Regions from separate parts of the Rattus norvegicus genome. Here region 2 is linked to region 1. Evidence: chromatin contacts called from public Hi-C data. All regions are on one chromosome and are shown on one strand. The core of a region is the stretch at or near the end of the contact, and the rest is flanking DNA. Distances in the headings are between cores, read along the strand shown.

Region 1 (2,700 bases), core at 121-2,620:
TCAACCTTCTGTGCCCTGAGATTAGAGGCACTCATCAGTACTCCTAGATTCTGTGGTGCTGGGGACACAATCCAGGGCTCTGCAGATGCTAGGTAAGCTCTCTACCAATTGAGACACATCCCCAGCCCCCATCGGTCTGTCTTGTGTAATTCCCATTCTGCAAGCTCCTGCTGTATGCCAGGCCTGGAGCCTGGCAGAAGGCCCAGAGGTGGAAATGCCACCTGTCACTACTCAGGCTCCAGTGGGCTTCAGGAGAAAGGTATTAGATCCGTCAAACAGTAAGCCTACAGTGCCACCGGCTTCATGACCTCCAAAGTGTGCATCGGGGTGGGTTGCATGTTCTGCCTCCTGATCCCAGGATGAGTTCTGCGATGGTGTGAGAGTCAGGTCCTGAGGGACAGGTGCCCCTGGCAGGCTATACAGTACAGCCTCAGCAGAGGGCCGCCAGGCGGAGTTGGCCAGGATTGCAAACGTTATCTCAGAAAGACAATGTGCAATTGAGCATCGTGACACAAATATGTGGTGGGACAAAATTGACCCCCTCTCCCCAGGAAGCAAGAGAAAGCATGCTCAACCCAACAGGAAGAGGCTAAGGTCCCAATGGCTTCCTCCCAATAGCCCTAACCACACTATAGCACTACCCTAGGGACTATGTCCTTAACACAGGGACCTTTGTGGGTCAGGGAACATTCCCGGGGTCAAATCATAGAGCAGCCAACACCCTGACTCTGGTATATTAGCAGGAGTAGGGATTGGAGGTGGGGCGTCCAAAGGTTGGAAGTCATAGAGCGTCCTCAGACTCTCAGGAGGCTTTGGAGAAGGCTTTCATTTCCCAGTTGGGTGTGGCCATTGGCTTCTAAACAGCTACTATTGCGTTTATAATGGAGAAAATGGAATTTGAACAGAAATGCTAGGGCCAGCAAAGAAGCTGACACCGGCTCTGGAAGGGAGCCTGTTGGAGATCAGGAGGGGTGTGGCCAGCTCCTGTCCTATCTCTTGAAGATGAGAGTATAGGACTTGGACACGTGTGAGGGTGGAGCCCTCCGGTCCTTTGAGCACCGGCATTTGCCTTTCGTAGGTAGGGCTAGCCTGAGCTACCCACGTCCTCAACTTCAACCCAACAGGCACGCTTGCGTGTGGGGTGGCCCATCCTTCCGCAGCACCGGTTCCCTGCGACCCCGCCCCAGGTGGACCCGGTGAGGCTGGGCTCTCGAAGAGGCCGCTCCCTGACCGCGCCGCTGGGGGCCGCCCGCGGGCCGCGCCGTCCCGAGCGCGCCGTGCGTTGCTCCCCGGTCCCCGCGCGCGCAGCTCCGTTCAGGGCGGCCCCGCGCGGCGACACGATCGGGGCCGGCGCGCGGGCTGAGCGGCGGCGATGGCGCAAGGCGGACGGCGGGCGCGCGGCGCGGGGCCCTAGCTGGGCGGGCGTGCTCGGGACGGCGCGGTGGCCGCGCAGCCATGGCCGGGGAGCGGCGCCGGGCGCTGCTGGAGCTGCTGACGCGTCCGGGGAACTCGCGCTGCGCTGACTGCGGAGCCCCGGGTAGGTGCGGGACGGGCGGAGGTGCGGGGTGCGGCCGGGTGGACAGGACTGCGTGGGGGCGCGGGGGATGGGGACGCGCCACGCGCTGGGTCCTAGCTGGGTTGGGGCGCGGCCCAGGTGCACCTGCCGGCGGCAGGGACTGGCAGTGGCCGGGCGCAGCATCCGGAGGGCACCTCGCGGGCTCCGCGCGACCTGTGCCGCCGCCTCCCCTCCCCCGCTGGGCTGCGTGTCACGCTGTCACCCGCAGCCGCCTCCCCATCCCAGCCTTGCGAAACCTTGGTGTCTCAGGGTATAAAAAAAAAGAGGAAATCATCAGGGGCTGTAGGCTTGCAGGGAAAGCGGCCAGTGAGCCCAGGGTGTTTACCAGGGAGCAGGGGGTCCACCTGGTTCCCAGCTACCTGGAGATGACGTCATGGCATCCCTGCCTGGGGCCGCTGTCTTGTACATACTCAAGGCTGGGGGAGGATGCAGAGCCTTGGGTGGCCTCTGTGAGGATAGGCTGGCCATGAACCTTGGGCTCTCTGTTCCTAGCTTCCCTGGGACCAGGACGGTGGGGGTCAGGAGGGAGCCACAGACACATCTGCCAGACATCTTCCAGACTTTGCCCCTTGGTTGCCCCTAATTTGGAAGGATTTGTAGGGACCAGAGCACAGGGGCTCAGGATTGACTGTGAAGAAAGGGTCGAGTTCTCCGAGCAGCTGGCAGGCTCCTGGAGCTGGCACTCCCAGCCTCATCCTGTCTGGGTATGCAGGTGGGGACAGGCCTGCGAGACATTTCGGGAATATTAAGGGGTGTCTAGCATGAGCCCCTCTGAACATACCAGGTATCAGTTCCTTGAGGTCATAACTCTGCCTTCCTGAGATGCAGGCTGAAAGCCTGCAGCCTGTAAATAGGACCTCCTCCCCGTCTCTCCCCCACATCCCCGCCTCTGGGCTGGAGTGGTAGCATGTGGCTGAGAATCTGCCAGTCAATAGTAAGTGCATGCCACCCCAGGGGCCCTGGTGTCCCTGGGAGGAGACATTGACCAAGCTTCAGTGGGAAGCTGGGCAAGATGAAGTAGTCCTTTCCTGGTCTCCAGAGGCCCTGCAGGGCCCTGCCATGGTGCAGTGGGGTGGTGGCTCCCTGGTTCTGCATGGTTCCCACCTCCCTCTCTCAGACCTGCC
Region 2 (2,700 bases), core at 175-2,674, 460 kb after region 1:
GTAAGACACTGTGCCCGGGGACTGGAGAGATGGCTCAGTGGTTTAAGAACACCCAATGCTACTCTTTCTAGAGAATTCCCAGCATCCACATGGCAGCTAAAACTGTCTGTAACTCTAGTTCCTGGGGATTTGATCTGTTTTCCTAACTAACTTAGACACCAGGCAGGAGTGTGGTGAACACTCTTCAGGCAAAACAATCATATTATTAAAAGGAAAAAAAAAAGACACCATGACCAAAGGCAACTTATAGAAGAAAGAGTTTATTTGGGGCTTACAGTTTTAGAGGGTTACTGTTCATGGACATCACATCAGGGAACATGGCAGCAGGCAAGCAAGCATGGCACTGGAGCAGTTGCTGAGAGCTTAGAACTTGAGATATAATCATTAATCACAGAGAGCCAGTTGGAACGATGTGGGCTTTTGAAACCTCAAAAATCCCACCCCCAGTACTCACTTCCTCCAACAAGGCCACACCTCTTAATCCTTCCCAAACAGTTACACCAACTGGGGAACAAACATTAAAATGTGTGAATCTATGGGGGCTATTCTCATTCAGATCACTAGGGGCCTCAGAGGTGTTGCAGCAACAGAGAGCTAGAAGGTTCCATCTGCACTGACTAGCGGTTCAGAATAGACTGGAAAAGACAGGAGGACACCCACACATCTAAGAACCGCTCATAGGTGACAAAGGGTGAGCAGTGGCAATGGAATGAGTCACAAGGTAGAGTGAGCTTCACCCTCAGGAGCCTCAGGTCAAACAGCACCACTATGAAAGGAAATAGAGAAGGGAAAAACATGGTAATGGCGGTAATTAAATATTATTCCTTAAATATACGGCAAAATTTTAATCATTGGTCACCAAGATTTGAGGTAGAGTCAAGGTAACAGAGAAGCTGGAGTCCAAGGGGCTAAGAGTTACAGAGGCAGGGGCCATGGAGGCTGGGGTCATGTAGGCTAGGGTCAGGAAGGGTCAGGGAGGCAGGATTCAGGGAGGCTGGTGTAGGGAGGCAGGGTTCAAGAGAGCTGTAGTCTAGAAGGCTGGGTCAGGAAAGTTGGGATCAGGAAGAAATGGGTCATGGATGCTGGGATCAGGGAGGCAGGGGTCCAGGAGGTGGGGATCAGGGAAGTAGGGGTCTGAGAAGCTTGGGTCAGGGAGGCAGAGTTAATTTAGGTTGACCTCCTTGTGAACTGGGATAGGGCTGGTCACTGCAGCTTACTGGCCTCCTTATTTCTGCCTTCTCCTTGAAAAGCTCTTGGCCAGAGCAGGGTGACAGCTTCCTGTGAGTTCTGAGTTCCCTGGGAGCCTCCTACCTACCGGGTCAGCTGGCACCTGTTCTGGAAACAAAGTTAGTGTCATTCAAGCAAAGACAAACAACCTGGGTAAAGTTAGGCCACAGCTAGCTGGGAGCACTCTTTCTGACTCTTCTGGCTAATGGAAGGCTTCCAGAGAGTCGCTGTGTACTGGGAGGGGCCACAGTACCTACCACTTAGGGCAATGGCTTTTTGCTCAACACTCCTGTTTAATGTGCAGGTCGCACAGGCTTTTAATACAGGTAACTTATAACTGCAGATGGACTGGAGCTCCCGGAATGGTGGGCCCATTTGACACAAGCACTGGATGCCAGGCTGGCCCGTGCAGTGCTCCACTCAGGCTTCAGGACAACAAAAAGTAGGGACTCTAGAAAGTTTATAACATGGAGTTAGAGTACTTGTGGGCCTGTGGCTTCCTGGGATAGGGCTGTTTCCTCCCCTCCTGCACACAAAGGAGCGAAAGGGGAATAAATGGGAAGAAATGGAGACATTGGGAACTCTGGGCTTCAGCTGTCTGCACTGGGATCATGTGTGACAATTGGCTGGGATATGGGGTTCTAATAAGAACAGGGGGGCCTCTCCAGGCACCAGTCTTACTCCGAGGCTCCTCAAGGACTTGTCTGTCAGTGCCAACTAAGTGTTGGGCACGACGCTAATTGGGCTAGATATATCAGGTGACCACTCAGTGGGCATCATCGATGCCCATGATGAAGGCACTCCTCGGGTAGGATGGCAGAGAGAAACATGGCCCGGCCAACTCCTTGAACAAGGAGAGGATAGGCCCCCACGTAAGGCTGCAAGGTCACAAGCAGGGTGGGTTTTTGGGTCAGTGGCCCTGATTTCTTTTAATCCCTGCCTTCTGCCTAGCTGGCCTCATTCCAAATCAAGCTGTCCCCCGGGCACACACAAAGGAGCTGCTGTAGTTCCAGGTTTCACGTCTAAGTACCACCCCGCCCAGGAAGGAGAGTTTGATCTGTTCCAACTGTTCACACAGAGACTCACAATGGGGCCCCTTAGGTTAGGTGTCCACCCTTCAGGTGTACACATGTGGCAGGAGAGAAGGAGATAGGCAGGTTTACAGGAGAGGGATGTGAGCTGTGGGTGCTGGGGACATATGGTGACTTCTGCCACCTAAGGGTCATCGCCTCCATTCTTTGGGTTTATTTCTCAGACAAGAGCTTATGAAGGTTAGGGTAAGAGAAATGCGGGCTGGTCAGTGCAATAGAGCTTGCCTGAGACCAGAGAGCCTGGACATGGGGTTTGGGAAGACCGGGGTGCTCACCAGAAGCGCCACTCAAGACTTGTAGAGAACACGCTCAGAGACACACCGGACACCTGAGGGGTGTGCCTTAGCAGACCCACCCAGACCAAGTTGTTTTGAAAGACTGA

The links. Hi-C and Micro-C count contacts between places; a contact is called where the count stands out from the background.
Region 2: a contact with region 1 is called in a Hi-C map of hepatocytes, with 2.4 times the contacts expected there. The contact joins the enhancer-like site here to the promoter of Adap1 in region 1. A contact is called at or near these places in 2 of 12 Hi-C or Micro-C datasets (the A7r5 cell line and hepatocytes).

The regions. Positions count from the first base shown.
Region 1 is chr12:20,436,721-20,439,420 of GRCr8, forward strand. It overlaps Adap1 (ArfGAP with dual PH domains 1), which reads left to right and starts at 1,371. Exons shown (of 11, transcript NM_133567.2): 1 at 1,371-1,537. The coding sequence starts at 1,456.
Region 2 is chr12:20,900,702-20,903,401 of GRCr8, forward strand. No RefSeq gene overlaps it. Among named protein-coding and RNA genes, the nearest start is that of Foxl3, 27 kb to the right of the region's middle. Within about 2 kb of position 1,425, at least 3 of the 93 cell types and tissues checked have an H3K27ac peak or open chromatin away from gene starts, as enhancers often do. A contact at or near this core is called in hepatocytes, where this site is marked.